Linked DNA regions of Mus musculus: regions 1, 3, 4, 5, 6 and 7 are each linked to region 2. Evidence: chromatin contacts called from public HiCAR-type, HiChIP or PLAC-seq and promoter capture Hi-C data. All regions are on one chromosome and are shown on one strand. Each heading gives the region's core, a stretch centred on a gene start, on an enhancer-like site or on the middle of the called end of the contact. The rest is flanking DNA. Distances are from core to core; before and after follow the strand shown. Region 1 holds the start of Sestd1 (SEC14 and spectrin domains 1). Region 2 holds the start of Ube2e3 (ubiquitin-conjugating enzyme E2E 3). Region 3 holds the start of Frzb (frizzled-related protein). Region 4 holds the start of Nckap1 (NCK-associated protein 1). Region 5 holds the start of Dusp19 (dual specificity phosphatase 19). Region 6 holds the start of Ccdc141 (coiled-coil domain containing 141). Region 7 holds the start of Nup35 (nucleoporin 35).

The links. Promoter capture Hi-C pulls out the DNA fragments that hold promoters and counts their contacts. HiCAR-type assays count read pairs that join an accessible place to other places. HiChIP or PLAC-seq counts read pairs in DNA pulled down with a chosen protein or histone mark. Capture Hi-C pulls out chosen DNA fragments and counts their contacts.
Region 1: a HiCAR-type map of astrocytes shows a contact between it and region 2, with 4 times the contacts expected there. The contact joins the promoter of Sestd1 here to the promoter of Ube2e3 in region 2. A contact is called at or near these places in 4 of 39 promoter capture datasets (the 3T3-L1 cell line, 3T3-L1-derived adipocytes, hippocampal neurons and 1 more) and 2 of 115 datasets of contacts at active chromatin or transcription factors (astrocytes and embryonic stem cells).
Region 3: a contact with region 2 is called in a promoter capture Hi-C map of second pharyngeal arch cranial neural crest. The contact joins the promoter of Frzb here to the promoter of Ube2e3 in region 2. A contact is called at or near these places in 5 of 39 promoter capture datasets (the 3T3-L1 cell line, cranial neural crest, liver and 2 more).
Region 4: a promoter capture Hi-C map of 3T3-L1-derived adipocytes shows a contact between it and region 2, with 6 times the contacts expected there. The contact joins the promoter of Nckap1 here to the promoter of Ube2e3 in region 2. A contact is called at or near these places in 4 of 39 promoter capture datasets (3T3-L1-derived adipocytes, liver and pre-B cells) and 1 of 9 other capture datasets (adipose tissue).
Region 5: a contact with region 2 is called in a promoter capture Hi-C map of liver, with 8 times the contacts expected there. The contact joins the promoter of Dusp19 here to the promoter of Ube2e3 in region 2. A contact is called at or near these places in 3 of 39 promoter capture datasets (the C10 cell line, liver and pre-B cells) and 1 of 9 other capture datasets (liver).
Region 6: a contact with region 2 is called in an H3K4me3 HiChIP or PLAC-seq map of embryonic forebrain, with 6 times the contacts expected there. The contact joins the promoter of Ccdc141 here to the promoter of Ube2e3 in region 2. A contact is called at or near these places in 1 of 39 promoter capture datasets (liver) and 1 of 115 datasets of contacts at active chromatin or transcription factors (embryonic forebrain).
Region 7: a promoter capture Hi-C map of pre-B cells shows a contact between it and region 2, with 6 times the contacts expected there. The contact joins the promoter of Nup35 here to the promoter of Ube2e3 in region 2. A contact is called at or near these places in 2 of 39 promoter capture datasets (liver and pre-B cells).

The regions. Positions count from the first base shown.
Region 1 is chr2:77,278,468-77,282,170 of GRCm38.p6, reverse strand. It overlaps Sestd1 (SEC14 and spectrin domains 1), which reads left to right and starts at 1,579. Exons shown (of 18, transcript NM_175465.6): 1 at 1,579-1,616.
Region 2 is chr2:78,867,233-78,870,729 of GRCm38.p6, reverse strand. It overlaps Ube2e3 (ubiquitin-conjugating enzyme E2E 3), which reads right to left and starts at 1,683. Exons shown (of 6, transcript NM_009454.2): 1 at 1,325-1,683; 2 at 52-273. The coding sequence starts at 245.
Region 3 is chr2:80,445,602-80,449,301 of GRCm38.p6, reverse strand. Frzb (frizzled-related protein) reads left to right here and starts at 1,906. Exons shown (of 6, transcript NM_011356.4): 1 at 1,906-2,939. The coding sequence starts at 2,462.
Region 4 is chr2:80,579,580-80,583,121 of GRCm38.p6, reverse strand. It overlaps Nckap1 (NCK-associated protein 1), which reads left to right and starts at 1,940. Exons shown (of 31, transcript NM_016965.3): 1 at 1,940-2,264. The coding sequence starts at 2,157. It also overlaps the pseudogene Gm13688.
Region 5 is chr2:80,615,210-80,618,655 of GRCm38.p6, reverse strand. It overlaps Dusp19 (dual specificity phosphatase 19), which reads right to left and starts at 1,442. Exons shown (of 4, transcript NM_024438.4): 1 at 1,050-1,442. The coding sequence starts at 1,272.
Region 6 is chr2:77,168,862-77,172,612 of GRCm38.p6, reverse strand. Ccdc141 (coiled-coil domain containing 141) reads left to right here and starts at 1,978. Exons shown (of 24, transcript NM_001025576.3): 1 at 1,978-2,228. The coding sequence starts at 2,127.
Region 7 is chr2:80,636,299-80,640,100 of GRCm38.p6, reverse strand. It overlaps Nup35 (nucleoporin 35), which reads right to left and starts at 1,289. Exons shown (of 9, transcript NM_027091.4): 1 at 1,169-1,289. The coding sequence starts at 1,208.

The sequences.
Region 1 (3,703 bases), core at 330-2,829, 1.6 Mb after region 2:
GTTTTAACATGATAAGCAGAGAATCCCACGGGGCAGAGGGAGGAAAAATCACAGTAGGGTGTCAAGTTTGTTGTAGATCCTCCTCTTTGAAGACAGACACTTTTTGTTGGATAGATAACGACCTAATCTCAACAGTTAAAGAGAACTTTCCTTGTGTTGAGCACTGTACTATGCCCTGGGGAACCCAAAATGAGCAAGGTCAAATCTCTGTTCTTTTAAGGATCACACGGTCCAGGAAGAAAAGACCACCAAAGAAAGAAAGTAGTAAAGATAATCACAGGAACTCAAAGGTTCTATGAAAGTAGAGAGGACAGAGTGTCTAGTTTATGGTGTGTGGGATGAGGCTGGCCTGTGAGCCAGTACTAGGAAGAAGTCATGAGCTGTCTTTGGGGATGGTAGGAGTTCATCTGGCTATGCAAGGGATGGATTTCAAGTGGGAGGAGCTATGGAAGCATAGCCTCAGAGCCTGTGGAATCTGTGTGGTGTGTGGATGTGGCAGAAGATAGAACAGCAGGTGAAGAGGTTGTGGAGTCTACTGCGGATTCTAGTCTACATACACAACCTATGAGGGTTTTTAGATACAGAAGAGGCACGCTGGGCTTCGATTGGGGGCCGGGGGAGGGTTGGCAGTTACATGGAACTCAAGCAGAAGTGAATCTAGAAAGCCATGGCTCTCAAGAGTGGCTAACAGTAGGATTTCTTTGACCAAGTAGTAGCAATAGACACAGATTTGTCACCCAGAATTAACAGGAAGAAATTGCTCTTCTATTTTCAGCCAAGCAGCTTAAACAGAGAAAGTTGGGTGCTTATTTGGAATGGAGAGAGATTGTTAACGAAACTGGGTTATACTGGGGTGGCCTTGTGCATCCTATGGAAGACCAGGCATAGCGACCATGTGGCCATTGTGGTTTTGTGCGGATGACTCTTTTGAACTGAATTCAGGAAATGACCTAAAAGTGACTTGTGCAATAAAATAATAAAAGAGGATACTGAGGTAGTCATCGTCAGAAAGCCCCGTTTGTGAATTTTGGATCATCCAATAGAAAGATCCCCAGAGTCAAACAAAAGTCTGGAATCCCAACCAGCTTTTGCCCCTCCAGTTTCCAACCCTGTGTGCATGGTACCACAGGCATCCCAGCACACAGGGGTTTCTACACTAGGGGAGACCTTAGAGACTATGGAAGTGGGAGATGGGTGAAGCAGGAGAAAACAAATAAAAGAGTGTTAGGACCACTCCAGCCACACTTCCTGACCCCCGGCCCGGGTAGCTTCCACCACCCACGCGGTCAAGCTCTACGGGGTGGGGACCACAGGACGTCAATCCCAAGTGCCCCGCCCCCTTCCGCGCCGGGCGGGGTCTCCGCGCGGCCGCCACGGGCGCACGCGAGGTCGCGCGGACAGGGCCAGGCCGCGGGTGCCGGGAGGTGGCCGGGCCACCCGCGCCGCCGCCCCCCAGCCTGACGCACGGAGGGCCGGGCAGCGATTTGCCGCGGGCCCGCCGCCCGGGCCGCTCCGCCCCCGGCCCGCCTCCCTCCCGCCTCGCCCAGCTCTCCGCCCGCCGCGCCGGCGTCCCCGCGTCGTCCCCAACGCCCGCCAGCCCGGCCCGCGCCAGCCAGGTGAGTGCGGCCGCGCGGGGCGGGGGGCGCAGGCCGCGCGGGACAGGGACGCGCGTGGCGCGGGCGGGAGGGCGGCGGCGGTTCCCCCACCCTGCTACGCCGCCGGCTGGTCCGCGCCCGCCGCAGACAAAGCGCCCGAGGTGCGAGCCCCGCGGGCCCTCCCCGCTCCCGCCGCCTCGGCCTCGGCCCGCACCCGTTGCGCCCGCGCCCTGGCGGGGTCCCTGGGCCCCGAATCCAGCAACAGGTTTGAGTGTCAGCCTGGATTCATGGGGTTCCACTCCCTCCCCGCGTGCGAGCATCCCAGGCAAGCCCCCGCGCCCCCGCATCCCGGCCCGCTCCTTTGTGTGTGCCGGTAGCTGCCGGTGCGGGACGCGGGCTGCAGGGCCGGAGCTCCGGGGTTGCCGTAGGGCTCGGCTTCTCCGGGGCCTGCGGGCGGGTCACAGCCCTCCAGTCACAGAGGGCCACAAAGGGAGGCCGGAGATACTTGGCCAGGGTGCGGGGACCTGAGATATCTAGTGTCCCTTAGAAAGAAGGACAGTCTCAGTATGCCCGGCTCTGGAGGGGATGGTGGGATTCACCCTGTCTGTGGCTGGGCATACAGACACTGACGACCCCTTGACTCTCCAGGCTTTGACACCTTCTCACACATGGCCCTCACCCAGAGAAGTTGGGAATTCTGCTGTGGGAATAACTAGACAGCTGCTGTTTGACAGGTCCTAGCTGTCTTTAGGTTTTGTCTGTATCCAGCATAACCCACCATGCCTGCCAGCAGTTTGACAATCTCTCACATTAACATTGTCATTCAGGGTACCCACCCCCCATGTTGGAAAATCCCTGTGGTTTTCTTTGGTTGAATCAATTTTATTTTATTTTTTTTAGGGGGGTGGATTTACCCCTATCAAGGAAGAAATCACAATAAAGAACAGTTATCTTTGTTTACAAACCTTGGGACTTGTCACACCTAGCTGGTTTCATTGGTATGCTATTTTAGTATAACAATACTAAATAGAAGGAAAATATCTTCCCTTTGCTTTAGGCAATAAAATACTTTCTTTGTTCTAGAACCAGGAAGCCTTTATACATAATACTTTTTTGTGGACAGAACTTGGTGGCTGCCTTTACCCTGTAACAATGACGACAACAAAACTCCAAAGGAATTACTAAGCATTTGCACATCTCTATTGATTGTTTTTATATCCCCAATTCCAGGAAATCATTTTGCTAAATATGTATTCAGACATCCCAGATCAATTTAACCTTAAACATTGGCCCTACTCTATGCTTTTAAAGTTTACCTGCATTTTAACCACTGTGAATGAGCCTTGGTCCATGGAAGAGATTAGGATGCAGTGATGGAAGCAGATTGCAGAACATACAAGGACAGAAAGAAGGGTCTACCTGGGTTTCAGTTGATTGACAGGTGCCTAAAGGTATTATAAACAGGCACTCTCACTAATGTAGTGGAGAAAAAAATCCCATTTTGATGTATGTATATGTATACACATATGTATTCTATAAGAATTCCCTTAGAACAAACACAGTTAATTTTGTTTTTTTTTTTTTTTTTTAAGGAACAAGATAATAGCAGATTTGTACAGTTTCTTTGGAATAAGTTCACTTTATTAAAAACACCATTCATGTGTAGTCTTTTATTTCCAAAAGCTTTTTTTTTTTTTTTTTTTTAGCTTTGGAAAGCAAACACAGTAATATCTTGGGGGGTGGGGTAGGAGTAGGCCGTTTACTAGTGTGCTGGTTAGTTTTGTTAACCGGACTTACCTGGGAAGAGGGACTCTTATTTAAGGAATTGTCTCTATCAAATGGTCGTACTGTATGTCTGTGGGGGCATTTTCTTGACCAATGATACGTATGGGAGGGCCCAGGCCACTGGGGGCTGATGTTGTTTCTGGGCTGGTGGTCTTGGCTTACTTAAGACAGCAAACAGAGCAAGCCATGGAAGCAAGCAGCTTCTGCTTCCGTTCCTGCCTCAAGTTCCTGCCCTGGTTACCCTGCTGGAAGGGAATTGCTGGTGGATTAGACCTTGTGAAGTGACATAAATCCTTTTCTCCCCGAGTTGGTCAGTGTTGTAT
Region 2 (3,497 bases), core at 434-2,933:
ACCAATGGGAAGGGGACCTGACCGTGTGAGTCCTCCCCTTGTAGACATTACCTTTTAGCACTAGTGGATAACTTAGCAGTCGTTTTGCTAGAGAGTTTGGTGTTTTTCTTCTGCTGGGTGGCAGAAGGTTTTCTTTCTTCCTGTTCCTCGGGCTCTGGAGCGGCAGGGTCTCGCTGATCTGCATCTGAACTGCCACTGCTGGTGCTAGGGCTCTCATCATCCGACCTTTGCCTGTCACTGGACATCTTGGTGAACTTATCTCTGGGAAAACTTCTAAGGAGAGAAGAGACCCATGGAGAAACATTAGATCTTTAAAAAAAAATAGCAGCATGCACTTCTCAATAAGCACCTTTGAGAGTATTTTATTGAAAAGGATTCGAAAGTCCCTGTACTTAGGGTGCAGCACGTTACAGGGAATCTGATACGTATCATAATTTATAATGCAGGCGTTGAGGGATTTACCAAAATGCAAGTTGGAAAACCCACTCACATTTTTTTCCCATCCCTTGGACAATCTATCAATTGTCTACTTTCTCAGAAGGCATGAAACAGATTTGCCAGGGAACTTGGGCAACGGGCATTAATAACATATGACAACTGTAAATAACAGATCTCGCCGAGAATGTTCAGAAGTCACTAATACCGTCTAAATATTTACAGGCTGACACCGGTCTGAGCGATCAAATCCTCCTTCCCAGAGGAAAAACATACCCCGTTAGTCGCCCATATGCTTATTTACGGTGACGGGGTCCTCCCGTGCGCACCGAAAGCCTTTGAACACAGCACTCGAATTTAAAAAAAAAAAAAAAATCAACTGGCAGCCGCCCCACAGCCGTCCCCACGGCCGGCGGCGAGGATTCACCGGGCCGAGCCCGAGCTGCCACCCGGGGAAGGGCAGGCTCCAAACTGCACCTTCTGCAAAGCTCCCGGTGCCATCGACGTTCCCCGCTCAATTCCTCCCTCACCGACCGACATTTTGTTATTTTAAAAAAAAAAAAAAAAATCCGCAAAGCGGCCAAAACCCCGAGGGCAAAACAAACAAACAAACAAAAGCCCTCCCCCACCCCCCACCCCCAGAAGTGCAACAAATTGGCGCGGCCCGCCCCGGGGCGAGCACTGGGCCACGCAGCTCCGCGGTCCTTTGTGGGGAGGGCCGCGCAGGGGACCGCGCCACTGCGCCCGCCCGCCGGGGGATGCGGGACCCGCCGCCCCGCGCCGCTGACTGACTAGCGCGGCGGACTGAGGAGCGCGGCGCCCGGCGCGAACAAAGCTGCCGCCCCCGCCCCCGCCGCCCCCCACGCGGGCCCCGGCCCCGCCGCCTTACCTCGGCCGCCCGCCCGGCCCGCTCGTGCGCCGCTACGCTGTGGGGGAGGGAGAGCGCCGAGGAACCTTCCTTGAGGAAATGGAGGCAGCCTGGGGGGGGCACCGGGGGGGCGGGAAAAGAAGCCGCCGCCGAGGCTCCGGCCCGGGAGTGTGGAACATCGAAAGTCGCAGGCGGCCGTGCAGTGCCGCGCTGCGGCCGGAGGGTGGCGCCGCCCCGCGCTCCGGGAGCCACGGTGGGGTGGGCGCTCTGCCGGCCGAAGGCGAAGGCGCAGGGACGCGGGAGCCCCCCGCGCGCTCAGCCTCCCGCCGCTGCGCTCGGCTCGGCTCGGCTCGGCTCCTCCCGGTCGCGCAGTCAGCAAGTTCCGAGCGAGCGGGCGGGCGGGGGAGGGGCGGGCGCGGCGGCGCGCGTGCTCGCTGCTTGCCTGGCGGAGGGGGCGCGAGCGGCTCCCGCGCGCCCCCGCGCGAGCGCGCTCCCGCTGCGCCTTCTTTTTTTTTTTTTTTCCGCCGGGTGGGGGGTGGCGGGCGGGGGGTGGCGGAGGTTGGGGAGCTGGGGGGCGGGGGGGCAGATGCGCACGCGTCCGCCCGCGCGCGGCCGGGACAAAGAGCGCGGCGGGGACCGGCGGGCTGGCCCCTGCGCCCTTGGCCGCCGAGCTCGTACTGGAAGAGGAGGACGAGGAGGCGGGGGCGGGGGCGCGGTCTCGCGGGGCCGCGGGTGGCTTCCGGCCTGAGCCCGCCTCCGGGCCGACGCTGCCCAGTGGACTACCCGCCCCTGAGGTTAGGGGCCGGCGGTTACCCCGGGAATCCCGTACCTGAGCGAGAACCCTGGCGCGTGACTGGGGCTTCCCCGGTGCCCCGAGAGGCAGGCGATGAATGGTGTTATTGAGGAGGCCAGGCACGCAGGCAAAGGAAAGCTGCTTCTGGCCCCTCTGAGCTGAAGGAAGTAGCAAGGTAGAGTCCTGGGCTTCTGAGCGAGGTGAATAGGATTTTGAGACCAGGGGACCTACCTCGGCTAATCTCTGGCTCCCGTCCTGCAATGGCGCTGCCAAAAGGGGACTGCCCTCTGGACGCTTTGGAAACTTACAAAATCCCAAACTGTGTTTTAAATGTCCCGCTCAAGATGTAAAAAGTGGAGTGAGGAAGTTTAGGGGCAATAACCCGATGTGTCTGGCGGCGGGCTCTGCTTTGCGAGAGAGAGAGAGAGAGAGAGAGAGAGAGAGAGAGAGAGAGAGAGAGAGAGAGAGAGAGAGAGAGAGAGAGAGAGACCACTTCTGGATAGAGAAGCCATGGAGGGACTGACTCTATATGACACTGTCCTCATTAAAAGTTTTAGATAGGAATCAGGAAGGTTGCTGGTTTACTCCTGCCTTGCTTTTTGCGGAATCTTCCAAGTGGAGTCCAGTTTTGCCCCAAGCACAAAATAGACAGAAGTCCAGAAACTTCCTGTTTGCCGCTCCTGAGACCATGTTCCAGTGATGGAACCTCGAAGGAATTTGTGCATTCCTCTCTCAAGAGTGTTCAGGGCCAGGGGTCCTGGGAGGAGGAGTTCACAGAAGAAACTAGAATGGCGGAGCCATAAGACATGAGCCAATGCTCAAGAGAAAGGAAAATGAAAAGAAGTGAGCCAACATACTATTTTTCCTCCAAATAGAAGAGCTTTGGTAAAAAAAAGAAAAAAAAAATACTCGAAACTATAAATAAGTCACATCTGTAACGTTTCAAAGATACAGATTCAGTGAACTTACACAAGCGAGCTATATCCTGGTATATGCTAAGCACATAAACTGCTTCGTGTGTCCAGAGCCGTCTCCTTACTCCCTCCCCGACAAGAGCTCTGCCAAGTGACTGGAAAGAGACCCCATTATTGACATTCACCTGGATGGGGAGAAGGGTGTTCCAGTTTGAACAGAGTCATGTGTGAAGAGGGATAATGGTCTGTTTGTGGATCAATCCCCCAACACTTCGATTTGACAGAATGAAAGGGAGCAGATGGGCAGGGTCTGAATCAGACATCTCCCAACTTTACATTAAGTAACACTCTTAAGTAACTTTACATTAAGTAACAGACACTGCTTGAGTAGCAGGCAGCCAGTGTTGAGTCTGGGCATTGTTGTGGATGCAGCTTGGCTGTGTGTTAAAAGGTGAGAGGCTCAGGGAAATTCAATACCCTAGAAATA
Region 3 (3,700 bases), core at 657-3,156, 1.6 Mb before region 2:
GAGTTTCAGGCTACCTGGGTCTATATACTGAGTTCCAGGACAGCCAGGGCTATATAGTGAGATGCTATTTCAAAAACAAAAAGAAAAACAAAACTAAGCAAAACAACAGAGAGGGGGAAGTTGGGAGGTTGGTGGAAGGGGAGAGCTTGTGAGAGGATTTGGTGGTAAGTGGGTATCTATCTCTGAAGCAAAGTTCATTCATACCTGTGGCAATGCGACCATCAAACACTCTACTCCTTTCTTCCTAAAAAATGTGAGATGAACACAAAATATGTTTAACAACCTCTTGAGTTCATCGTTCACCTTCGAATTTTTTACAGATCCCTATTTCTTTTACCTAATAAAGCTTCTAAATATTCTTTTAGTGACTGTTTATAAATCTCCCTTTCAGTATTTGTGTTTGTGTGTTTGTGTGCATGTGTGTGTGTGTGCTTTGCCATTTTTCATTGAATTAATTTATATAATGTTTGGCTTTCTTTTCTTATATGACACCAAATAATTGTACATCAGCCAGAGTTTATTTATTAATTAAATGGCTCCCTAGCCACCATCTGTTGTTGATTTCCTATGAAGTAGACACACTTCCTTCCGAAAACATTGAAGTCACAAACCGCTGGTAATGATCATTTTAGAGATAAAAATTCCATAAACTCAAGTCAGCCACTGACATTCCCTAAGTGCCATTGAGCCAGCGCAGGGGATTAAAGCCGTATCCTACTGTGTGCTCTGGGAAGTAGAGACAGACTTTATCTGCCTAGTATTGACAGCAGGGGGGTGGGCGGTGCGGAAGGCTGGGTAAATCAGGGCTGCTCTAGTGACGTCCGGCTTTGTTGTAGGTTTTGCCTCTGTGCTCCCGCTGTCTTCTGACACTGCAATCCCTCTGCTCAATGGTTTTCCTCTGAAGGGGCTCAGTGGTTGGGCCTCGGCAGGACTTCCCACGTACAATGCTCTTAAAGCCAGGGGGCAGCCGGGGTGGAAACAGGAGACTTCTGGGAGGCGTAGCCTGGGAGGGATCTGTTTTCTATTTTCTCCTCTGTATTGAACTCATCTGGATGGGAACCGTTCTCCTGTTTACTATTATCATTACCTGTGTGGGGTATTTTGCTTGCACGTTTATTTCCCCTGTTAGAAGAAACCGCCCGTGGGAAGAGTTAGATAATAAATGCAATTTTCAGTAAGAACACTCTGGGGGTGGGGGGCGGAATCCAAGTGCTTTAAAGTGGGCTCCACGCTTCGGTTTTAAAAAAGAAAAACTCAAAAGTTCGAATTCTACAGGGCAAAGAAAAACCCGGAAGGAAGCAGGGAGGGAGGGAGGAAGGGAAGGAAAGAAAAAAAAAGAAGGAGGGAAGGGAGGAATCACACCATTTCCACGTTTCTGTGGGTCTATTTGTTCTCTTGCGATTTCTTTCCCTTTGTGAGGGTCAATTTCTCCACGGTTATTCCAATCACAGACCCCCCGAAGTCATTAGTCCTGCCATTGCTCTTAGGAGGCTGCTATCTCTGCGACATGACATTTAAAGTGACTTTGCTCGCGCCTTCCTGTCTGACTTTCTGCAGGCGGAGGTGCGCTCGGGTTTGCTGTGAGGAAAGAGCTGCGGGCAACGAGGGACGGTGTGGGCTCGCGGGGCGGGATACAGGGGTGCGCATCTCTGTGGTGCGTTGAGACCGTTTCTCCCGTGGGGACCAAGGGTTCGTCTATGGATCCAGAGCCGGGGGTGGAGTGGGGAAAGGTGTGCGGCTCCTGTCGGGAGCTGCCTGGGGCTACAGCATCACAGATAGACAGGGTCTCACACTCCAGTCCCCTGAAAACTCAAAGCCTTCTCGGAAGGAGGAGCCGGAGGGCAGGGGACCGCGGGGCGGAGCTCTTGTCGGCCGAGGTGGGAAGGCGCAGCTGCGAGCCAAGGCGCTGACCTCCTCTGAGCTCCTCTGGCCGCTCGCAGGATCTTCCCGACCCTGCAGGACTTGGCAAACTCCCACCTCCGCTCCCATTAGTCCTCCCACCCCCACCAAATCTCCTCCCTCGGAGGTCCCCTATCCATCTCACTTTGCAGAATTTATCGCTTCTTCCAACACCTTTTTGCAACACCCCAGAACTCCGAGTCCCTTAACTGAATTTGACTTTTGTTTTTATTTCTCTCTGGCTTCCTCTTCTGCCCCCTCATCTGATTGATGTGCTAAGGCTGATGTCTCTGCCAGAGCGAGAGGAATAAATAGATGCTGCCTCGCCTAGAGGCTTAGACGCTTGGGAAGAGCAGCCGGCGCAGCGAGGCACCGGGCTCCGCCAAGCTAGTGGACCGGACCTGGGAGCACTTGGATCCAAGAGAACTGTGATTGTCCCAGGGGTGGGGGCAGCTCCCCAGGTCGTTGGGATCACCCCTCGGAACCGCAGGGGGAGACTTCGGAACGAAAGTGTCTCCCGCGTCCGTCGCTCGGCTGCGCCCTGCCCCATCCTGCTGGGACCATGGTCTGCTGCGGCCCGGGACGGATGCTGCTAGGATGGGCCGGGTTGCTAGTCCTGGCTGCTCTCTGCCTGCTCCAGGTGCCCGGAGCTCAGGCTGCAGCCTGTGAGCCTGTCCGCATCCCGCTGTGCAAGTCCCTTCCCTGGAACATGACCAAGATGCCCAACCACCTGCACCACAGCACCCAGGCTAACGCCATCCTGGCCATGGAACAGTTCGAAGGGCTGCTGGGCACCCACTGCAGCCCGGATCTTCTCTTCTTCCTCTGTGCAATGTACGCACCCATTTGCACCATCGACTTCCAGCACGAGCCCATCAAGCCCTGCAAGTCTGTGTGTGAGCGCGCCCGACAGGGCTGCGAGCCCATTCTCATCAAGTACCGCCACTCGTGGCCGGAAAGCTTGGCCTGCGACGAGCTGCCGGTGTACGACCGCGGCGTGTGCATCTCTCCTGAGGCCATCGTCACCGCGGACGGAGCGGGTGAGTCCTGAACTTTGCCCGACCTCTGAGAAGTTAGTTATTTGTCTTTATCGGCTAGCTTGCTTTCTGCGCTGAGCCCTTACCTTTCCCCTTAAGCACACTCCTCTACTGAATCCTATTCTTTTACTTAAAAGCAAAACAAAACAAAACAAAATTCACTTTTATCATTCTCCCAGACAAACGCAGTCTCTTCCAACAAGTGATCTGAGCGATCCATCCGTTCCCTACACTTCACACCCAACCTCCAAAGCGCCCCTTCCCTTCCCACTCTTTGCGTGTGGGGCTTAGCTGCTTTACTCTTAACGACATTGGAGTTTCTTCTGTTTCTTGGTGCATTCTTTTGCAATCTCGATCGTTAGTGTTTTCACGGCTTACAATTGTATGGAGACATCAGAAAAACAAAAAACCCTATTTTCTTCTAATCATGAAAAGTGCTAATTTAGTCTAAATAAACTGCTAATACAGAAATCTCTTAGTGACATGTGCCTGCTCAGAGCTCAATTTCGTCGGTTGCCATCGCCTTTCAACAGATTTCCCCTTCTCTTGACAAAATAGATGGTGATTCCAATCCAGAATGAAACAGCTATGGGACATTATTGCTATGCCCTGCTAATTAACTTCGGTTGCTCACTTCAGTCAGATAGCTGGGGAACCGAAAATAGCAGGCCCTTTTCACATGCCCACGTGCCTTCAAGTAATTTTGTATATAGCATATGGGTGAGTGGAGTTATATTTGGGCCATGTCATCTTCATAGCCTTAT
Region 4 (3,542 bases), core at 691-3,190, 1.7 Mb before region 2:
AGTTGTTTTACATCTGACAGCCTATTCTGGCCTCTGGGTACACCAGACTTGAGCACAGTGCATTTATTCATGGAGGTCAAAATACACATAAAATAAAATAAAATAAAATCTTTAAAAAATGCTGTTGTCCGCCGTCTTGATAGAAATGATCCCGGTTTCCTAAAGACACACACACCGCTCGTTCCACCCAGCACATGTACATTTTCTTACCTGGCTGTCCCCAATCCCTCACAGCAGCGTTTCCTTCTCAGTGTCCTCTTAATTGTCTCAGACTTCAGCCCCCAGCCTCCGGTAAACTTAAATGCTAACTACCAGCTTATCAAGAAACCAAGTAAGTTAAATGCCTCAATTAGTCAATAACAGAACAAATAGCTCAATAGAGCTCAATAGAGCTAAATAGATGGTCTTTGAGATGAAAAGAGAGAGACGTGAACGGAGGGGGGGGTGGAGGTAGAGAAAGAATATACATTCAAGGTATGTAGCTCTATGTAGACTGCACACCGACAGATAAATGTTAAGATGTTTTTGGCAGGACTAGAACTTTTTTTGTTTTGAGACAGGATTTTTCTGTGTACCTCTGGCTGCCCACCTCTGCCCCCTGAGTGTCAGAAGTCTTTAGAGACAGAGTTTCTCTGTATAGTCCTGGCCTACCTCTGCCTCCCAAGTGCTGAGAAGAAAGGCATGTGCCACCATGCCCAGCCTTCACCAGGAGTATTAAACAGCCCTTAAGGAATTCTGTATACTCTCTGGTAGAGTTCTGGAAGACTAGGCGCTACAGTAGCTTTTTAAAATGTCTTAGAAACAATTTGTTACATTTCACTACAAAGTTGCTTTGGTGAATCCATTTTTTTTTTTTTTTTTTTTTTTGGTTTTTCAATACTGGTTTCTCTGTATAGTCCTGGCTGTCCTGGAACTCACTCTGTAGACCAGGCTGGCCTCGAACTCAGAAATCTGTCTGTCTCTGCCTCCCAAGTGCTGGGATTAAAGGTGTGCAACACCACTGTCCGCCTGTGAATCCATTTTCTTACTAACTTCAGAATGCCTTGTTATAGAAGGTGGTGGGTTGATTGATTTAAATTCATGAATACGATACACAATTAGACTATATTAGGTAAAGCCCCAAATATCCCAAGTCCCCTGGAGTGCAAGTTTTCATTGTAGTCATTCACATGGAGACACAATTTGTTCCAGTTTGAAACCCTGTGTGATGAGGAGTGGACACGGAGTGAGATGATGACAAACAATATTTGGTTGGTGATGGGGTGGAAAAGTAGAATTCCAGAAACGATTGGGATTTATGGTGGAGGCTGGGAGCGAACCCTCTTACTCGGAACAAAATTTGTTTTGTTTTTTATTTTGCTTTTTTATTTTGCTTACCACATGCCAGAGCCTATTCGTGTCTCCTCCGGATGGGTGCTGGTCCATGATAAGTCCCTTCATAATAATCTAAGGAACTCGAGCTGCCCTTACTTCCGACCTCCTTCCTCCGAAGCCAGCTGGAGGCGGGAGCGAGCACCGGGAGGTGGCGAGGCGCTGCCCGCCGTGCGGAGCACACATCTGCCGCGTTCTCCCTGGAGCGTCTGTCAAGGCGTGGGAGGAAAACAAGCTCGGAGCCGCCAGGCTCCTCTCGGGGCCAAAGTCTCCCGAAACACACCGTCCCCGTCCCCACGGCGGTGCGGGCCCTGGGGCGTGGGGAGCGGGGACAACTTCGGGGGAAGTCCAGGACCGCGGCTTGGGGGTCCCCGGAGCGGAGGAGGCGGGGCGGGGCGCTCCGGACCCCGGGCTCCGGCCGCAGTTCTCCCGGCGGCCTCGCGGGGGCGCCGGCGCGGCCGATCAGGTGACCGAGCGCCGGTCCCGGCTGCGGGAAGCCGACTCGTTCTCAGCCGCCGCCGCCGCCGCCACACCTAGCGGAGGAGCCGGGAAAGGCGGCCCGGGAGTGGGGGGTGTACTGGGGCGGAGAGCGCCGCGGGTGGAGGCGGAAGGGCGGCGGGCGGAAGCGAGCGCCGCGGCTGCTGTGTCACGGCGCGGGTGGGCGCACGGCATGGGCGCGCCGCGCTGAGGCGGAGGTCGCGGGCGGGCAGGCGGGCGGGCCTGAGGGAGGCGGCGAGCCGGGGAGTAGCGCGCCCGGCGGCGGTGGCGGCGGCGGCGGCCGCACCATGTCGCGCTCCGTGCTGCAGCCCAGTCAGCAGAAGCTGGCGGAGAAGCTCACCATCCTCAACGACCGGGGCGTCGGCATGCTCACGCGCCTCTACAACATCAAGAAGGTGCGCACGGGCCGGCGAGGCCGGGCGGGGTGCGGCGGGGGAAAAGGCCGCGGGCGCCAGCTCGGCCTGCTCGCGCGGGGCCTCCGGGATGCGCCGCGGCCTAGAGTGAGCCGCGGGGCGGGCAGGCGGGAGCCATTTCCCGGCTCCCGGCGGCGGGAACCGGCCGGGCCGCGCATGGCCGCCGCGGCGCTCTGGTTTGCGGGGAGGAAAGGAGGGCGCGCGGCCTTCCCGGGCTGCGGCGAACGGGCCCGGGGTTCTTGGCTTGCGAGTGTGGGAATGCGGCGATCGACCCTCTGGTCCCCACTTGGCCACTTGATTTTTCGTTCCCTGAATCAAGCCCCTCACCCCCACGACAGCGTGTTGACGTTTGGGATAATTTCATTTTGAAGATGGACCGGAGGGGGAAGTGAGGGTGGAACCGGTTTTCGTCTGAAATACTTGTAGGCTGTGAGTCACTAGAACAGGAATAACCACCTTTACTCCCTACTCCTCCTCATTTTAGTTTTCCCAACCCTATCTGATTAGCACCAAAGCACCATTCCTTAAAGTACAATGGCTGTATAAAATAAAGACCGAGTGTGCTCCCGTTGCTATCTCCTTCGCAACATAGTACGAGGATTTGAGCAACTAGACAGTGGACCCATTGAAAATCTGAGTGTCTTCAGATTAGGGAGTGGAAGGCTGTATCGAAGTGAAGAAAAGTAGATCTAAAGGTGGAAAAGGATTGCCATTAATTTACCTTAGAGGGAAACAACCTCAAATCCATTTATTTTAAGCCTCACTGAATTTGGTAAAGAGAAAAAGTTTCCTTTTGGTACACTTTATACCAGTCCATCCTTGCGGGGTTCTGTGTATCTGTGTCTTTTCTTTAATAATCTTGTTTATAAAATTATATATGTGTGTGTGTGTGTGTGTGTATCTATCTATCTATCTATATATCGTGAAATATACTTTTGACCATATCAAAAGGATATAGGTTGCTTGTGAGTATCCTGAAGATTCTTTTTAAAATTTAGAATCAAAGCATTCCAGTATAAACTTGTTTTATTCAGTTTATACAGTTAGCTTTTGACACTGCAATTCTGAAGCACACTCTCTAAATGAATAATAGTAAACGTTGGGAATGGGATAGCTGTGTTGTTCTGGTTACTCACTTGGCTTTAATGATTGTCTCTACACCCAGCACAGTTTGGAGCTAGGAAGAACCCATTGCGTTTGTGCCATGACCATGACATCCACCCCTTGATCGTAACTTCATGGGGGTTGGAAGAATTAAGC
Region 5 (3,446 bases), core at 193-2,692, 1.7 Mb before region 2:
CTTCAGTGAAAGCAGACAGGAGCTGGGGAGGTGTAGTGCCATGCACACACACACTACACGCGCATACACTTATGCACACATGCACACAAAATAAACAAACTAAAAAATAATGTAAGCAGATGGGTTTTTGCAGTTTTGAGAGGATAAATGAATTGGAACACCTAATGTAAGTCCAGCCTTAAACAACATAGTACTATGATGGTGTGCAAGAGTCAGTCAGACTTAGACCTAATCCCCTTGGACATCTCTGCTATTTACTGAATCTATTGCCTGTGCAAATTACTTAACCAATATTAATGCCAATTCCTGTTTGTAATATAAAGATAATCCCTATTTGAAGATCTTTAAAACAATTATATGCTGTGTATAGTTCATATTGTGGGTGTGTCTAACTCCTGGTTCTGTGTCCAAGTGTTAATTTCTCATTCATAAATGCACACCAATGCAGACTTATGGAACAGGCTGGTTTCTACAGAACACCATCCCAGATCAACAAGGTAACAAGTGAGTTCTCTTACAAGCTTGTTTCTTTTGTTATCTGTGGGCGATGCTTGTATACGAACTCAGTATTTCCATAGCACAAGAAATAAGACCATCGGGTTCATAGCTATGAAGCAGAAGCCCTGTGTTTAACACCCAAAGACAGGCACCACGAGCAGATGCAGCCACAGGAAGGACGTGTGCCCTCAACATCCCTTCAACAGCCAAGGAGCCACTTGCTTTTTGCATTTTTTTTAAAGGATATAGTCTTTTCTATAATACAAGAAAATACAACATCCCATTATCTTTTAAAGAAAGTTAGAAAAACAGAGGAACATTTCTTCTAAAACTCAATCATCAGGTGTCAAAGTGCTACTATGTTTTCAGAAGAAGGTTGTGCGGGCAGACACGTCCCTATTTTGTTCCTAACCTAAAAAAGTAAACATTTCAACTGTACATCAGGATAGCTGATATTATTGTGCATAGGGAATTAGTGTGCATAGGGGAAGCTGATGGCAAAGGAACCCAGCCTAGGACTCCACAAGGAAGTGGCGAGTCAGTCTACTCACCCAGAAGCAACCAGGGCTTAATAACGCCAACTTGCAGGTCCAAGGTAAGGTCCTGCACATAGCCACAACCACCCCCACCGCTGGGCTCTGTCTCCACAACATGAACTGTGGCATCTTCCCAGGTTTCTATAAGTTTCTTTCCAGTTAGCGTGGTCACCCTGGTGCACTGCTTCCTGAGATTATCCCGGGAGAATGCTTTGATTTCTTGGTTCAGGGAGTGCATTACATGAGCGGAGAAGGAAAAGCAGCAAGCTCAAGAAAAAAGAAATAAAAAACAAAACAAAAAAGGCACTGCACTGCTAGTCAGTCACTAGCCACTTACTGGAGCTGGCCCCTGCAGTGACAACCTCACCCCTTCCAGAGAAGAGCACAGCCCAGGCCTGCTTCCCGAGCACCGTTGTAAGGTGAGAGCTGATTGGCTGCTAAGAAACGGGCGCCGATTGGATGCCGTTTCTCATCTGACGGAAGTTGGGGGTCTTCCGGATCTATTCAGATGCTTTTTTATCTGGGCGTGTCTTCCTTCACTCTTGGTTTTTTAATCTTAGCTTAGTTTTGGACCCGGGGAGCGGGAGTGGGGGTGGGGGAATATTCATTGCTAAGACTCATTTGGAGAGAGCTGATGTCTCGTTTTTTCTGGAAGTGTTAGACTGGTTACGGAGATGACAGCAGCTGACCTCACGGCCTTTTCCCACCCCAGTGTGAGTCTCCTGTGGCTCACTCACAAAAGCCTAAGGCCCCAGGGGCTGCCCCTCGTTTCCTCTGCCTTCACTTTTTTCTCTGCCGTTAGTTCTAGAAGAAACATTGACTAGATAGAACCACTGAGTCTGCTAGTGAGGCTCCAACTGAATAGAATCTACATTAAAAAGTTGTTTTAAGTATATGTTTCTACAGACTAGCAAGGGTTAAAATATATGTGTATTCCTTCTTTTCAACGCCTTATACAGAGTAAATGGTAATAAGTCTATACGTAGTTGGGAAAAGCATAAACATTTACCAAACAGATGAATAGAATGACGATTCTGCTTACAAAAGACGATTGCTTTTTGCAAACGGGGACTGCAAGATTTCAACTGAAATTTTCCTTATTAACCCTTAATAAAATGGAATTTTAAGATCATTTAAGTACAGTGCATAACGTTAAGATTTAGAAAAATGTATTCTTCAGCACTGCATACAAACATTTTGTTGCTTTCGAAACAAAGTTTATGGGCTGAATTTTTGTGCCCCTTCAAAATGAGTTGGAATTATGAGTCCAAGTGTTCAAATATTTGGAGCGAGGACCTCTGGGAAATAATTAGTATTATATTAAGACATACGACAAGGTTAATGGCTTCATGAAAACTGTACTAGATGAAGCAAGATTAAGGAAGGATGTTGGGAGAAGTGGGTGTCAAGGAAGAGGAACAAACACACCAGGAGCCTTGCTTAGGCCAGCACCTTGATTTTGGACTTCTAGGCCTCCAAACCACAAGAAGTAAATTTTTCTTGCTTAAGCTACACAGTTTGTAGTTTTTGTTATGGACACCTGAGATATGAGCCAAAGTTTTTCTCCTTCAAATGGAGTTATCTGCCCACAATATCTACTGGGGATTCCAAAGTGAACTGTAAATTGTTTGCTTCATTTAGTTGACCACAGGCTCCTCAGAAACAGCTCTAACTATAAATCAATCCATGTATCTAACAATGAGCACTTAACTATATACCCAGCACTCTACTAACAAATTTCACATACTTAATGATATGCACTCGGCATATAACAATACTTTAGACATTATGTCATTTTACTTTACCACAAACTATATATATAGTTTACAACTGGAGAAACATGGTTTCTTTACTATGGAATGCTGCACTGCCCTCAAAATTACAGTAACTGTATTAACAAATATTAATTGAACTGGGTGCTGCATGGATTAAATACAGTAATAATTAACTCTGATTAATGCTGATTAATAATTAATAATGTATCAGCATCACATTAAAAAGAGAAATAAGCTGGGCAGTGGTGGCACACATCTTTAATCCCTGCAGTGAGAAGACAGAGGCAGGTGGATCTCTATAGTTCCAGAACAGCCAGAGATACACAGAGAAACCCTGTCTCACAAAAACAAAAACAAAAACAAAAACAAAAACAAAAACAAATAAAGGTACTTCCCTTTAGGGTCCATTGAACCAAGAGTGAGTCCAGATTTGAAATGTACGTCATACCCTCTATGGCTTCCTTCCTCTGTCTGTTGTATGAGTCTGAATCTGTGCCTGACTGGAGGCTGTCTTGCCACTCTGTCCCTGTCCTTGTATCTGTCCCAGTATCTGTATATCTGTATCTGTCTCTGTGTATCTGTATCTGTACTTGTACCTGTGTCTCTGACTGTCGTTGTGTGCCTATCTGTTGCCTGA
Region 6 (3,751 bases), core at 729-3,228, 1.7 Mb after region 2:
ACCTTGCCCTTAAGCCTTGGGTTTAACTAGCCTTCCAGCCCCGTGCTCTCCTTTTCGCCATCTCTCCCTCCTTTCTGTCTAACTGACCGCCATTTCCAGAAGTCCCTCGCTGTCCTCCAAACCTTTGCACACAGTCTTCCATCCTAAGTGAAGCTTTGTGAATGGAGCAGCTGATTTAGCCTGCGCTCTTTGCAGCTTGCTGCCCCAAATTCCTTTCTACTCGTGAGGGCCTTTATGCAACTTGTGAGCCGTGCAGCCCGGGGTTAGCTTAGGGTGAAAATGTGCTGTTTGTATGCAGGTTGATGTTTGCCGTTCTGGTTGGCAAGATGGATAAGGACTTAAGCAATACCTGCTGTGCATTTAGTTTAAGCCATGGGCATTCTGAATCTCTCTCATTAGGGCTGAAAGCTGGTTGTAGTTGAATTGCTTTGGTTTACCCAGCCCGGTTACATACTGGCTCAGTGGAAGAAACTATCTTTAATGTCCAGAAGTGGTTATTTCTCCGAGAACTCCTCCGCCCCGCCCCAAACTGAAACCACTCAGAACAGGTTCTACACTGTCCAGGATCTTGGCGCCTGCTGACCAGAGCTAGCTCACTCCGGCTGCTGCCGTCGCGGTGTTAGGTGAAGTCTGTTCAATCTAGGAGCAGGGATCTTGGTGTGTTTCCCATCTCATCAGAGAGGCAGGCAGATGCTGAAAAGCAGAAGCGCCGGTCCAAGGGTGTACAGTATGCAGAGCAGCCAGGGAAAGAAGAGCAATTGCTGACACCCACGTACGTGTGCGTGTGCACGCATTCGCCCACATTTCAACTCAACAATGTTTTCATAAGCCTTAGCATAAGAAATCAGTGGCACTGCTTACGCAGCCCCCGCCTTGTCGGCCCAGGGTCTAACGTGCTTTTACTCAGAGCTAAGGGGGGCTACACAGGGAGTGGGTTCCTTTGGCTCCGTTTATGGCTCCGTCCTCGGGTTTATCTTTCATCCCAGGGCTCTCCAGTGGTTTCATCAGATTTGGAGTTAGTGTCTCTGATGTGTTTGCCTCTGACCTCTGACCTAAACTTCAGTGGTGTTATTTTCAGCTGTTCTTTGACAGGGCTCCAACAGCTGCTGCTTAATACCACAGACAACTTCTGACAGAGGCAGAGCTTCTAGCAATAGGATTAATCTGTGAGCCTCACTCTGATTTGAAGCTAGTTGAAAATTTTTTTTTCTCCAGGTAGAAATGGGGATTTACAAAGAAAGAGAGGTGGGGGGCGGGGGGAGCCAGAACAGTCTAGGAGGCTAAACAAAGCAGAGCCAAAAACAAACAAAAAAGAAACAAAATGTTCACTACAAAGAAAACACATTTCTTAGAGTTAACAAGAAGCATGGAAGTGCTGAGCTTTCTCACAGCTGTTTGCTGGCTGAATTGGAAAATACTGTTCAGAAAACAGTCACAGAGAAATCCCAGGAAGATGTGTAGTTCTTGATAAATCCTGGGTGAGTTGTTTTAAAAATACTTAACTCCTCAAATAAATACCAGAAAGAGAGACAGAGAGAGACAGAGAGAGAGAGAGAGAGAGAGAGAGAGAGAGAGAGAGTCATTTTTAGTAGTTTTCTTTGCACGAAGAAGACTTGAAAAGACTGATATCCAGGTCAGTGACTTTCTGGTTGCAAAGTCCATAGCTACAACTGTTTAGTTTCGATGGCAAAACTAATTTGGGTTGTCAGGATGTAGTTTTTTTTTGTTTTTTTTTTTTCCATTAGCTATCAGACATCAGCTGATAGGCAAAGAGCTCAAAGCTGTCCCTCGAGTTTCAGATAATGGTTCAAATAACTGGCACTTTCTGTTACCATACTAGGGGGGTGGTGCTCTGTCTCTGTGTCTCTCTCTCCATCTCCCTCCCTCCCCCCCCCCCCCCCCCCGCGAGTGTAACTCTCTCTCCCCTTTCCCCCTCCCTCTCGATAAGCTCAATGGGGCTGTCTATTTTTAACTTCCTGTTCTTTCCTTTTGGCCGGGCAATCAGTGTGAACAGAGGCGCGTTCCCTGAAAGAGTCCCGGTAGCCTCGTGGAAGCCTTCTGACATGACCAGCAGACAGCATCACTACCAAGGCTGCTCGGGGTTTAAGCCCTGCTTCTAAAGTGCCATGTCCTGCAAAGAAAGTCCCCATGTGGGTGCTTCCACCACCACTGTCAGCTCTGTAGCCGTGCACGCTGGGGACTCCAAGATCGTGATCGCCGTTGTCAAGGTAAACTCACAGCTTGCTTTCCTCTGTGTGGCTGGGGGGCTCTTGGCGGAATGGCTGAGAGCACGGGAGGATAATGCAGAGCAGATGACAAATAACAAGTGATCTTCGCCACTTAAATCCGTGACAGAGGACTGCTAAGTTCCAACAAGTTGGCAGCTGCTTTTCAGGGTAAAACGCCTCTAGAGCGCCTTCCAACAAACTTTACTGTGTACTTTCAGTTTGGTCCTTACAGGCGAGGCGCATGTGATGAAGGTTGAGGAATTCCAGGAGAGTTGGGTGGCCAGGACAGTGCCTGAGATTTCTGAGTGGCTGTGATGGAGAATGGGGAGGCAGGTCAGAGTGGGGCACTGTCCTGAGCTTGAGAGAACTGGATGCACCAGAAGCCTCCCAGAACCGGTTTTCACTGGTAAAGGCAACGCTAAATACTTCTCCCACTGTAGGGGGATGGAGACTGCCACAGACTACTTATTAAACTGCCTCTCCCTCTTGAGAAAAGGAAAGTGCAGTGACTCGGGCCTTAACTGTGTGTTTTATGTCTAATTGTTTTATGTCTAATTGTGCAAAGATGGCCACACATTATTTTGGGTTGTACGAGGCTCCCATGATTTTTTTTTTTTCCTCTGACTGAAATCATCATGAAAGATCCTCTGGACTATAAGCTTGCTCTTTAGACACTATGCCACCCAAATAATTCAGGTTTAATGAAAGCAAACCTGGTAAAACAAAACGACAAACAAACAAATACCTGGCTACAAGGCCTATTGGATTTACATGCTGCAAAATTGTATAGTAGCATGAAGCTGTGTAGGAGAAAAGCCGAGCTTGACATTGAGCAAAGCAATTCTCTGAAGAGGCATGGAATGCAGGGTCCTGCTCAAGGCCTTAGCTGGGTGGGGGTGGGGGTGGGGGGTTCTCAGTACTGGGAGACTTCTGCACAACAAATAGGACTTCAGCTCCACTCCCCATCCTGTCCTCAGCAGAGGTGTGAGTGGGAATGACAAGGACCATGGCTTCCCCAGTGCAATCAGGTCACTTGCACACGATTTAAAGACGCTTTGGGCAACATGTAGATTCCAGCAGGGATGGAAGAGAAGCAAATCTAGGACTTTTTTGTTTTTTAGTAAACATTACTTTTTCTCAAACTTAAAACATTCATAGAGTAGACGGAGTCACAATACTTAAACAACAACCTATGAGATAGTCAGAGGTACAACGAACATACAAACTTTAACAACAATATAGAAAAGTCTTTTAAGCTGGATTCTGTTTCTCAGAAAAACCACTCACGGTCCCCTCTCCAGCTCCCTTCCCCACTGCCATCTCCAAAGAAAAGGCACTTCAGCCTCTTCAGAGAGCAAAGTTTGTATTGATGGGCAGGGAAAGCCCAGGTCTGGTCCATAGTGAAGTTCCACCCCGCTCTACCTCTGTGAAGTGTCCCTCTCTGTCTAGAGATGTTTTGTGTGAATTCTTCCGGTGATGGTGAAGAACTGATCACCATCTAACGCACACACAGCACACATTTG
Region 7 (3,802 bases), core at 40-2,539, 1.8 Mb before region 2:
GAGGAGTGCCTGGGTGAGGTGCCAAGAGGATGTCAGACCAGCAGACACCTAAAACACGTGCAACATGTGACTCTGAACAGTTAATATCAGACAAAGTCAGAGCCTAAGCTAGGCAATATACAAGAATGTGTTCACATTTCTTACACCTGAAAATATGCTCTCCAAAATGTCACTGTTGGACAGAAAAACTGGAACTGCCCTGATCTCTAAATAATATGAAAAAAAAAATCAGAAAACAAGTTTTAATGCAACAGTGTATCTACATTATTAGCATTATTGGTTCAGTTTTTATGATAAACAAAATCAAGTTATGTCATTCTTTTTTCCCTTTTTGGTTTGGTTTTAATACAAGTTTTCTCGGTATAATCCTGGCTGTCCTGAAACTCACTTTGTAGACCAGGCTGTCCTCGAACTCAGAAATCCCACCTGCCTCTGCCTCCCAAGTGCTGGGATTAAAGGCGTGCGCCACCACTGCCCGGCTGCAACTCTATTCTTAAAACAACTTTTTACCCAAAACGTGGCAAGCATTACATGCCTTTTGAATCTACAAAGTTAGTTCTACACAATAAATACAATGCTTACTCTCTTTACCAAGCTTAGAGAGTTATAAACTAATAATACTACGATACGTCTAGGAAACTGTAGACAGGTTTTGTTTGTTTTCTGTTGTAGAATATGACCATTGTCACTACTCACAAAACTCAGCGGGAGTGGAGAATCAACATGTTAATTGGTTTGTTTTTTCTCCAAATACGGCATATTCGGAACGTTTCCCCAACAAATAATGGGGATAATTCTTTAGAATCAGCAGTCGTCCAATAGAGTCAAGTTCCAAAGTAAAAGGCGGGGGAGCCGGGCGAGCCAGGTTGGTTCTGGGTCATGCATTCATATACAAATTTCTTTTGTGACATTAAGATCCGACCTAGAAACCTAGGTGGCCCAGCGGCAACCGGTTACTACAGCGACCAGTGGCTCACCGCCCATCCTCGTGCATGCTTTCGGGGTACGGGGCAGGTGACCACAGTGCAGCCGGGCGCCGTGCCGGGTTCCCGGGTACCACCGCCCAGATGTCACCGGCCACAGCGCTCCCCGCTCCCTCCGTGGCGTGTGACACCTCCGGGTCAACAGCGCGCTGGCTGTGCCGCCGGGAAAGCCGCGGTCCACTCACCCAACGTGGGCGCCTGGGGATCCACCGCAAACGCTGCCATCGCAACGGCCGCTCCTACTCCAGCAATGAGCTTCCCAGTTTTCAAAAATGGCGGAAACTCTTATCACCGTAAGAGCCGCTCAGCCTTATGGGTTGCGCAACTTCCGGTCATGCTCTCTGCGGAGGCTGAGGGCGCTTCAGCCATTTTGGAAGAGGGCAACCTTCTTTACCATGTCTGGGATGCTAAGGAAGATTTTATGAGGATACCGAGAGCAATGTGAGACGTCTGCTTCTAAGACTAGTAAACCACAGTGGTGGCACACGCCTTTAATCCCGGCACTTGGGAGGCAGAGGCAAGCGGATTTCTGAGTTCCAGGCCAGCCTGGTCTACAGAGTGAGTTCCAGGACAGCCAGGGCTATACAGAGAAACCTTGTCTAGAAAAACCAAATTTAAAAAAAAAAAAAAAAAAAAAGAAGAAAAAGATCTTGGAAAGCCTCCTAATATGTTGTTGTTAATGCTTCATAAAGATTCCTTTGCTCTCTTGATAATTAGTGAGATTTTTGCATCAACTTCCCTAGCACCTATTAAAGTACATTTAATGAAACTATATATTCCTTTCTTTCAACTTGATTCCTGCACTTGATATAAGCCTTTTTTTCTCAAAATATGTTTTCCATCATCATTTCTTGTAGCTTTTTTTGTTTGTTTGTTTTTTTGGTTTTTTTTTTTTTTTGAGACAGGGTTTCTCTGCATCACCTGGTTGTCCTGGAGCTCACTCTGTACACCAGGCTGGCCTTGAACTCAGAAATCCTCCTGCCTCTGCCTCCCAAGTGCTGAGATTAAAGGCATGTGTCACCACTGCCCATGTTAATGATAAGGAAAGCCCTGGAGCCACAGGCATCCTGCCCATGGCATCTGTGTGCTCTCCTCTTCACTCTGCTACCTCTCCTTAGAGTATGTATATTCATGTGCTTATGTGTGTGTTAACATACATTTAGTTTTGGCTGGGCAGTGGGGCACACGCCTTTAATTCCAGCACTTGGATGGCAGAGGAAGGCAGATCAAAGAGTTCAAAGCCAGCCAGGTCTACAGGGGTGTTCCAGGACAGCCAGGGTTACACAGAGAATTCTATCTAAAATAAAAATAAAAATGCAAAAGCCAACAGCCTTGAGCCTGATACTGTGTTAAATTTGTGAGTCACTACAAAGAAGTCAGGTATGAATCATTAGACAGACTTGACCGCTCTTAGGAGAGTGTCATTACAGACTGAGAGACAGCGGTTTCTTCCTGTACAGGCAATACAACAACGCCATGGGGTTAGAGCTGGCTGTCACGTCTTCACAATGATTCCAATATTAAATGACAGATTCCTAGAATTCAATTTTATTTTGTTTGGTTTGGTTCAGTTGAGACCTGTTTTCCCTGCATAGTCCTGGCTGTCCTGGAAGTCACTTTATAAAATAGGCTGGCCTCCATGACTCTGCCTCCAGAGTGCTGGAATTAAAGGTGTGCACCACCACCCACCCACCCAGAATTAAAATCTGAAAACCACTTACATGTTCAGTTTACCTTTTTTAAAAAGGGTGTGCTGAATGCAATGCTGTACAACTTTAATTCCTGCTCTCAGGAGGCAGAGGCAAGTGGATCTCTGCAAGTTCAAAGTCATCGTGGTCTGTATATAGTGAGTTCCAGGAGAGCAAAAGCTATACAGACTCTGCCCCTTCCCCCCCCACACACACACACACAAAAGAATAAATAAATATAAATTTTAAAATAAGTGTGTGTTCTACATATCAAAAGATGCATGCCTTGATCTTGTACATATAAATCAGTGTTTACTCAGCAATGGTCTTTACAGAGACAAAAGCACATGATTTGTGCTGGATCACCAACTAATTGGTAACTTAAAGCATCGAAAAAAAAAAAAACCACATTTTTTTGAAGCCAGAAATCCAGACTATGTTTTAAAGGGCTCCTATCAAGGCAGCAATAGGCCTGGTTTCTTTGGAGATACAAGAGGAGTATGGGTTTCCTTCCACCTTCTAAAGACTATACTTGTCATTTGGCTGCTAGCATCACTCTGTCCAGTCAAAGCCAGAGGCATTGCATTTCCTTCCTCTCCCCTCCCCTCCCTCCCTCCCTCCCTCCCTCCCTCCCTCTCTCTCTCTCTCTCTCTCTCTCTCTCTCTCTCTCTCTCTGACACTTCTTCTTAAAGTTTCTATTATTATGTGACTAACACTACCATAGTGACTCATGTCCCTCTGCCTCCTGTCTAATGGTTCTTAGGGCTCACTCTCAACTCAAATAACCCATTTAGGGAACTAAGTCAATAATCACATCTGTTAAACACTTGTGGATGTTTTGGAGAAGACGGACCATTATCTTTTCTTTCTTACTTTCACTTATCTGTACATATATGAAAAAATTAATTATAAGTTAAAACACTCTTAGAGATTTTTGTTGGTTGGTTGGTTTGGTTTTGGGATTTTGGCTTTTAGAGACAAGGTTTCTCTGTGTAGCCTGGACTGTGCTGGAACTCACTCTGTAAACCAAGCTGGCCTCCAACTCAGAGATCTGCCTGCCTCTGCCTCTGGAGTGGTGGGATTAAAGATGTGAGCCACCACTGCCCAGCTTAGATTACCATCTTTTTTAAA